Regions from separate parts of the Mus musculus genome. Here region 2 is linked to region 1. A link is a contact called in public Hi-C data. All regions are on one chromosome and are shown on one strand. Each heading gives the region's core, a stretch centred on a gene start, on an enhancer-like site or on the middle of the called end of the contact. The rest is flanking DNA. Distances are from core to core; before and after follow the strand shown.

Region 1 (4,497 bases), core at 1,724-4,223:
CTGTGTTCCAGGCTGACCTTGAACTCACAGAGATCCACATGCCTCTACCTTCCCAGTGCTGGGATTAAAGGTGTGTGCCACCACACCCACACCAGGCACTCACCAAGGTCTGACACTATTACTGATACTCTGATATGCTTGCAGATGGGAGACTGGATGGATGACCTCTGAGAAACCCTACCAGCAGCTGAGACAGACACAGATACTTATACCCAACCATTGGACTGAAGTTGGAGACTCCTGTGGTTGAATTAGGGGAAGGATTGGAGAAGCTGAAGGGGAGGGAGACCCCATAGGAAGACCAGCAGTCTCAGTCTCAACTAACCAGGATCCCAGGGAGCTCCTGGAGACTGAGCCACCAACCAAGAGCTTGCATGGGCTGGTCCTAGGCCCCTGGCACATATTGAGACAGCATAGGTCTGCCTGGTCTGGCCTCTGTGGGAGAAAACATGCTTAATTCTCCAGAGACTTGCCCCAGGGAAGCAGGAGGCCTGGTGGCTGAGGAGCACCCTCTTGGAGGCAAGGGGGAGGAGGAATGGGATCAGGAATTGTAGGAGGAGAGACTGGGGCAGGCGGGGTGGGATGGGAGGGTGGGGGTAGAGGTGGGGGGAGTGGCAATGACTGGAATGAAAATAAACAAAATAAAATTAAAAGAAATAAATAACTTAAATAAATTCTACAAAATAGAATTAAATGGGCTATTCTGTATAGCTAAAATATAGTAAAATTTTAGATTTGTGTTAAATAAATCCACTGAACTAGAAAATGTAAAAAAAAAAAAAAGGAGAAATATTGTACTATTGGTGCTCTTTTTTAGGGGAAAACCATGCATATTAGTAGCTGTGTGAAAACAAAAGTATTCTAAAGCAATAGTATAAACCTCAACCAATTCACTCTGCTTATATTTTACACTTTGTATATGTGCACAAAAGAAAAAATTTTGACTAAGCTAATCTAAAAAATATCTTTTCAGTAAGTATAAAGAATTCCTTATGATGCTGCATTGTGTCATATTTTAATTAACTAGCTTTGCAATTCATATATTGTAGTTACGGTTTCTATTACTGTGACAAAATCCTATGCCAAAAAAGCTAGTTGGGGAGGAAAAGGTTTATTTGGCTTATACTTCCATGTCACTGTTCATCACCAAGGGAAGCCAGGACAACAACTCAAACAGGGCAGTGTCCTGGAGTCAGGAGCTGATGCAGATGCAGAGGCTGCGGAGGGGTGCTGCTTCCCAGAACCACCAGTTCCAGGATGGCATTGCCCACAATGGGCTGGGCCTTCCCCCATCAATCATGAAGAAAATGCCTTTCTGCTGGACCTTACAGAGGCCTTTTCTCAATTAAGGTTCTCTCCATTCAGATAACTCTAGGTTGTATATTAAAGATGATATAAGACTAGCCAGCACAGCAACCAACTGACTACGCCTTAGATTTGAAAATATATAATAGATTAAATGGAGGCTAAAATACACAGTCTGTGTGCTTGCCAATTTTCCTTAGTTTGTTGTTTCGATGCTGTTTGGGGAGTAGGCTGTTGCTCAGGACGGAGGTGAGCAGACTGTGACTTCTTCATCACAAGTCACCACAGCTCAAGAACCCATGTGACCTACAGGGACATTAACTTCTCAGGCCATTCTCGAAGTCTTTAAACTTTGATCACAGACTGCACTCTGATCCACGTTAAACCTGCCACTTATAAATCTCCACAACTTTCTGAAGTTAAATTTATTATATAAAACTAATATTATTGATATGAAAATCCCCTACAGCAAGGCTCCATAGATGAACATAGAATCCACTTATTTCCGTATGAAATTGTTAGTAAATCTTCTCAAAAATGATTTCGATATACATTTTGATTCCATTTGTTCGAGTTCAAAAAAGTTTCTGAGATCAAAGACCTTCACTGTGTCACTTTGGTAATTATAGAAAAACATAAAGAACCACCCTTCCTTTTGCCACCCAAAGCAGAAAGAAGCATGGCTTTAAACAGTGGGCACTCACATGAACTTTGAACACTTGGAGCCTGCCCTGTGTCTTGCTAACAACCAATTCTACAGATCTCATCAACCAAAATCATGTCTTCTCAGGTCGTACATACCTGGAATTTCACCAAGACATAGCCAACTTGGCAACCAACATCTAAAAGATATCACTGGCCCAGTTCATTTCTCTTATTCATCTACTTCCAAACTCCACAGATATTTATCACTTACTGTGTGCATGAGTCACAAATATAACCCCTGCCCTCTTCAAAACTACAATGCAAAGGCAGAATAGATTAAGCACTAATACACAGACATATAACTAAGCATTCAGATTTACAAATTTCGGTTAATGTGAAAAAGAAAGAGATCAGGTGGTTGGGGAAATCGGGGGTAATTCCAATGAAGTGACAAACCAGAAGGCCAAGAAATAAACTTGAAGGCTCTAAGACTGTGGACTTGGCTTGACTAGATAAAGCTAGTGAAAAAAGACTAGATTGAAGGGGTAGGCCCAGCCTCTTAATCTCTAATAAGGATTTGGAATTTACTTCTTGTTCGATATTTTATTCTACATACAGATTTTCAATTTATATTGTACACAACTACACACTAATAAATATTTTGTATTTTGTTTACTTTTACTGTGTGACTTTCAAACATACAGGGCACAAAGATTAGGACATTAGGACATGTAGAGTCATAGTCCACCTGGCCTCTCAGTCTCCTCTGAGTGCATACAAGCAAATCTGTCTGTAGTCCACACATTATTGCAAGCAGATGAGTGAGAGCCCGGAGTGAGGTTCAGTTTGACGCCCACAAGTGGCCCAGTGAAGTGTCGCAGCAGCACCAAGCTCCGAAGTGTTTCACCCTTCCAACCTTCCCCTCCAGGTCTAGGGATGATCAAGAAGCCCTTTCTCTGCTCTCACGACCATTCCCACGCAGTGTTCAGATCTGCGACCGCGCCCTCCAGCTGGCCCGTAGGGCGGCCGCCCGCGCTCCTGCATTCTTGCACTCAGGGTCTGGACAGGCAGCTCAGGTGTGCGCGTCCCGTTTACAATCACTGAGCGCACTCCGGGAAGGCAGGGGCGGGAACTCCTGGGCGCCTCGGTGCGAGCTTCCCCGGCGTGCTGGGGCGGGGCGTAGCGCGGGGGCGGGGCCGGCGCCGCGGGCCTCTGCTGTCCCAGGCTGAGCGGTTGTCTCCGCGCTTTAGTAAGGACCCAGGCCACCCTCGGGGACAGGGAGTACTCCTTGGTCTGTGCCCCGGAAGGGTGAGCGCGCTGGAGACCGCATACCGGGGACCGGGTGGACTGGCGCGGGGCGGGCGGCTAGATGGAGACGCGGGGGAGCGTCCCACGGCGAGCTGTCCCAGCCAGCTGAACTCTTTCCAAGGGTCCTGCGGTGGCGGCGAGCTCTCTAGGTGCCGGCGGGCTTGGGGGGCGGGAAGGACGCAGAGGAGACGGGATTCATCTGATCAACTGCGGCTCGGATCTCAGTCCTCGGTCGGGAAGCTTGGCGGGAGACGCTGTGCCCGAGAAAGGGCGGGTAAGTGCGGCGCTGCCGAGTCCCGCGCGACACCCGTGTGACCGCCGGGCTGGAACCCGGTTAGGCTCCCAGACAAGACTAGTTGTCCGGAGGCAAAGTTCCTTTCTCTTAGGCAACCTGAGCAGCTTTCCTCCTCTCGGGGCTGGCTCAAAGGCCCCGCTATGGACGGCGAAAGCGAGGTGGATTTTTCCAGCAACGGCGTCACCCCTTTGTGGCGGAGACGGTCCACCCCTCCGCTCCAGTTGCTCAGCCGGAGCAAGCCGCGGCCACAGTCGTACCAGAGCCCCAGCGGGCTGCTGATCACCGACTTCCCTGTGGAGGAGCTGGCTGCCCTTCCCACGCCGCAGACTCCGGTCCGCGTACCCGCCGACCCGGACGACAGGACGGTGTCCAGGAGCCCCCAGCTTCTGAGCGCGCATCGGAGGCCGGTGACCAATGGTCGCACGGTGTCCCCGGACTACAGAGCTGCTTCTCCTCGACTCCGACGGCCCAAGTCACCCCTGGTTTCTTACGCGGCGTCGGGCGGCTCCCCGAAGTCCACTTCTAATGGCACCGTGGCCTCGCCCGCGGCGCTGTTGTCGCGCGCCTCCCGGACTCCGGACACCCCGGCCTCTTGCGCCACCGATGAGGACTGCACCGGGGTGACTGCCAGTAAGGTATCTTCGCCCATTGCCAATGGCCTTGCCCATAAAACCGACTCATCTGGCCCAGTATCACAAACTGGTCAGCCAGCTGGGGACTTGGAGCTGGCCCCCTCGAGACTCTCTCCTGCTCTCCCACACAAGTCTTCAGAACAAAAACTGCCACTCCAAAGGCTGCCCTCCCAAGGGAATGAGCTCCCAAACCCTTCCGTGGTTTTGAGTACCAACAGCCCGGCGGCCCTCAAGATGGGAAAGCAGCAGATTATCCCAAAAAGCCTTGCCTCTGAAATTAAACTGAGTAAATCCAATAGTCAGAACGTGGAG
Region 2 (4,927 bases), core at 539-3,038, 74 kb after region 1:
AACTGAGTTCAGACTGAGTTTAAACCTAAGCTTTGAGATGTGCAGTATAATGGGTAAGAAGCCCTTCCTTTGATCTGCATCTGGAAAATGCTCTTGAAGTACCTCTTTTGGCTTGTTTTTTCTGCTACATGATATATGAACATGATACAGATACCCAATATAGATCTCTGGTGTATTCATATATGTTCAGGACCATCTTAAAAGTTTTACTAAAATCATAAGAACTGCTAGGCAGCTGGACAGATCGTGTGGTAGTTAAAATCACTTGTCATTCTTTTAAGGGACCCTAGATGGATTCCTAGTACCCACATCAAGGAGCTTGCAACCACTGTGTCTCCAGATCCAGGGAATCCAACATTTTCTTCTGCCACTCCATGGATACCTGCATGCATACACATAGATAAAAATAACCTTCAAAAAGAATTTCTAGAAAAAAATTACCCTGGAGATTTTAAAGGGGCAAGCAGTAGCTATTAAAATGGGAAAGAAGATCTGGAAATGGCACTGCCCTTAGACACGATGACCTGAGATATCAAGCGCTTACATAAATAGTTGGGAATGGAAGTATGCCCTTGTAATATCAGAGCTGAGAGGTAGAGAATGAGGGTCCCTCAAACTTTCTGGTTAGCCAGTCTAGTCAAAGAGATACACTGTCTCAAAAGTACAGTGGAGAGTGATAAAGACGCCCAATGTAGACCTCCGTGAGTACATTCACACATATATATATACTATATACATACAACACATGTCTGTCTATACGCACAAAATAAGTGAAATGAAATGCGAATGCAAGCTAGTAGAACAGGGACCTTTTTTTTTCTTTTCAGAAGTACTTCTTACTCTAAACCACTTTAAGTTTCCACTTTATTGTTTTCTTATTAGTCCAGATTCTAAATTAAAAGTGAAAATAGAATGTGAAAAGATAGAAACACACACATACCCACACATACAACACACATACACATAGACACTCAAGCATGGGGCATGGGAAGAGTGAGCGTGTGTGTGTGTGTGTGTGTGTGTGTGTGTGTGTGTGTGTGTGTGTGTGTGCTGCCTGCCTGTCTGTCTGTCTGGTGAGGAAAAACCTCTTTGGACCTTTTCCAGATCAGAATGTAAGGTCTTCTGGTGGAAGTGTGGTAGTCTTGTGTTTCTATAGAACCAACTCATATTTTCTCAGCCAACATCTGGTGATAGATATGATGAGCTTCATCTTGTCTTTGATTTGGATTGACTGACAGTGGCTGCCTGGAGACCTCCAATTCTCCAATAGACCTGGAGAGAGTGCTTCAGTCCCTTAGTGATGGCTGTTGTGAGTTGGTGTTGGCAGTTCTTGCCAGGTATTTGCTGACCTCAATCCAGTGTGTTAAATATGCATATATGCACAAGAGTATTTAATACATATATTTCTCACTTATCCACAGCAGAATATAAATTTATTTTGATGGAGTACAGAGTGTCTTGAGGGTACAGTTAAAGTATTGAGTAGCATACAGATTTTGAAATACTTCTATTTAGAGAGTATATTTTATTATATAACAGCACCTTGGGTATGTGGTATCTGTTTCTTCTATAGCCTGACTGACTATGATCCTGTTTGGTGAAGCATTGTGTCCAGATAACAGGGACATGCAGTTTAGATTGTCTGCTCAGTACTGTGAAGAAGTCCAGGAGTGGCCTGGCTTTGGTTTAGGCAGATGGATGTTAATGAAGGAAAAGTCCTTTAAAGGATGCCATTCCAAGGACACAAGACAGCGCTGATGATTGCCAGAGCTCTCTGTGCTGTTCTTGCAGAGCTGGAGTGCCGAATGCTGGGCTGGTCCGCCTCGCTGGCACCCTTCCTAGACTGGGTAAGGAAGGGCTGGTCGGGCAGGTTTTTCAGAAAGTACAGCTGTCACTGAAGAAACTCAGGCTGTCGTGGGTTTCACTGTGTCTTTGACACAACCACAACAGCTTGTTCTGGGAGTCTGTGTCTTCAAGGATGGAGAGACCTAAATCTAGTTTGCATCTGTAGTTGTGGCCAAAACTACATCTTGGTAGTTCTGAAAGCACGACTTTGCCCACAGCCAATAAATCTGTGCTAACTTCATCTACTAGTGAGAAAAACAAGAAAGACAACTTTCTATTTTTGCTTAGCACATTCTTGGTAAATAGAAAATTTCAACTTTATAAAAATATTCAATCTGAAGCAATAAATTATATTTATTCCCTATTTACTTGTCAAACACCGAGTGTCTCCAAAGTTCAAGTGCCTATAGGCAGGTCCTGTGTATATAACAGTGAGCATAGCAGAACGTCTCCTCCCTGACTTAAGTAACACAGGTGCAAGTACAAATTATAAAGTGTTTAGTTGTGGTTACAGTAGGAAGAAGGAACAATAGTTAAGACTGTCTAGTAAAGTCATAAAGCAAGGAGCATAACCCAACCCAGTGGAGTTGGGGAAGGCTCCCTGTAGCATATAGAATGTAATCTGAGCCATGAGCAGGGGGTTGCTGGGCAAAGGGGAGGACTTCAGGGGACAACGTAAGGGAGGGTCAGGGATGGTGTGTGGGTAATTCTGCCTGACACTGTGGACTGGTACTCCTGCTTTCTCGTCCAGGACCAGCTGCCATTGTTAGCTACACCCCTCTCATGACCTTTTCTGGAGGCCGAGCCTAGCATGGTACCGTCTTCATATATGACTGTACCATGGCTTAGGTCTCCTGGGAAGGCCTTTGCAATCTTTGATTACATCACACTCTTAGTCAACAGCTATCGGTGGACACTAGTAATTCTTTCAGTCCCAGCCGTTGTTGCTTCCTGAACGTGTGTGTTGAGGGCTGGCCAGGACTGTCAGGTAGGCATGCTGAACTTTCACAGGAGGGCAGAGGCAGCAGATTTACTGGTTTGACCACAGACTGTGTGGATGCTGAAGGCCTCTGGCTCAGGGTTCAAACTAAAGCTCAGGGGCTTAGAGTTTTTTACTTGCACTCTACAGTCTCGGTTTTCTTATCTCTAAAATGTGTATAGTAACTGTCTTACAAAAACTGAGATGGCTTGGGAGATGAAACACTGACCCTGCTCAGGACTCACAAAACCTTTGTTCCGTGACACCCACCAAAGCCTGCTGCCCTGTGCTAGACACTGTAGGATATTCTGAAAAGCAAGCCTTAGGTTTGTGTTGTGTTTTAATCTCCTCTGTAGATGGCTGGCCTTCCTGTGAAGTCTTTCCAAGGGCTCTCATCTGCTATGCCAGTTTGATTACCGGATTTCTTTTCTTTTTTGGAACTTTGTATGTGAATACTGTATTTCAGTCCCCAACCACGTCTCCCCCGACCCCAAACTCATCATGTTGTCCCTGTTCCGCACCATTATGGTCTCTTTATTGATTACACATATGTACATGAGTATACATATCTCTATTGAGCATTGCTAACAACTACATGTGTCTGGGATTGACCGTTTGGGATTGGGCATCATCCTATGTGGGTGTATATCATTGGAGGAAATTAATTTTCTGTCTCTCAGCAGCCATTGGCCATCTTTAGCTCATATAGGAATGGGGCCATGGGCTTTTCCTATTCACATTGGTGTGTTATCTGGTGTTATTAGGATTCTGGCCTTGTTCAGGAAGCCGTGTTGTTGAGATTTTATGGGTGCATTTTCCCTGTCATCCCTAGGGGATAGTTTTTAATAGCAGGTACCCTGGGCCTTAGATCTATGATCTTTCTGGCTCCTCTTCCTCAACTGTCCCTGAGCCTTGGGTGTAGTAGTTGCATTATTGGATGTATTAGCTGGGGTCAGGTGTCCAAAAATCACCACTTACTCTCTTCATTTTGACCAGTTCTAGATTTCTGTAATAGTCTCTATCTATTGTAAAAAGAAGCTGCTTAGATGAGGGATGAGAGCTACACTTATCTGTAGGTATAAATAAGTATTTAGAACACAGTAAGAAACGATATTGGATTAGGAAACTGGTAGTTAGATTTTCCTCTCAGCAATGTGACCTCTCCAGCCACAGGTAGTACCTAGACTTACACCACGACGTATGAATCACCTGCTATTTAACAGACCTGAAGTCCAAGTCCAAGATATAAGTGCCACTGTTCCACCATAGGGGCCTACCCACTGCTCCTTCTTTTGCTTGGCAGCTTGCCGAGGACTTTCAAATAGTCCCTATTAATGTCAGTTATAGCTTGAGTCTTCCAAGTTCTGTGTCCAATGCATGTGAGTTCTTCAGCATAAGGTCTTGCTACAAGTTGTGGAAGGCAACCAGAGACAGTGGTTCTTACTTATGTCATTTGGGGCAGAGTCATGTATTCTCCAACCAACAACTACAAAAGTGAGGAGATTTTTCACACCTGGCACTAGAGTTTTTATTTGTTAGTACATGACTATAACACCCTATGTCACATAACACTATACTACACATATACACAGACACATACACACACACCTTTAAAATTAAGTACATAAAACAGTATGTATCCCTGTAGCTTTTTCAAACATCTTTAGTATTACCTTCTTTTCCTCGTATTATCTTTCTCCCTCCCTCCCAAATTACAGCCCTCTATTTTCCTATCACCCACTCGTGTGAACATGAGTGGCCTGCCTCCCACTATTCCCCTTTCTAGAGCTCCTTCTCTCCTCTCCCTATTCCTCAGCCCACACCACAGTCCCTTTCTTCTTTCTTGGGTTCTTTGGATATTTCAAGTTATATACTCAAATAAAAAGATTCAGGGTTAGGATCGACAAATAAGAGAGGGTCTATGGTATTTGTCTGTCTGAGTTTGGGTTATCTCACTCAGTATAATAATTTTCAGATTTATCCATTTGCCTGAGAAGTTCATGATTTCTTTAAGAAGCCTATTGGTCAGGAATAGGCTGCAGGCCACGGCTACATCATCCTCATAGCTCTATTCTACCTATTGTACATGGGCAAAGGGAGTTA

Evidence for each region. Hi-C and Micro-C count contacts between places; a contact is called where the count stands out from the background.
Region 2: a Hi-C map of uterus shows a contact between it and region 1. The contact joins the enhancer-like site here to the promoter of Arhgef26 in region 1. A contact is called at or near these places in 8 of 484 Hi-C or Micro-C datasets (the HL-1 cell line, cerebral cortex, cortical neurons and 4 more), 2 of 115 datasets of contacts at active chromatin or transcription factors (both in embryonic stem cells) and 3 of 9 other capture datasets (adipose tissue, liver and pancreatic islet).

The regions. Positions count from the first base shown.
Region 1 is chr3:62,335,804-62,340,300 of GRCm38.p6, forward strand. It overlaps Arhgef26 (Rho guanine nucleotide exchange factor (GEF) 26), which reads left to right and starts at 2,974. Exons shown (of 14, transcript NM_001081295.1): 1 at 2,974-4,497. The coding sequence starts at 3,694.
Region 2 is chr3:62,411,048-62,415,974 of GRCm38.p6, forward strand. All of the region lies in intron 5 of Arhgef26 (Rho guanine nucleotide exchange factor (GEF) 26), which reads left to right. Among named protein-coding and RNA genes, the nearest start is that of Gm33923, 65 kb to the left of the region's middle. Within about 2 kb of position 1,789, at least 55 of the 459 cell types and tissues checked have an H3K27ac peak or open chromatin away from gene starts, as enhancers often do. A contact at or near this core is called in cerebral cortex, cortical neurons and uterus, where this site is marked.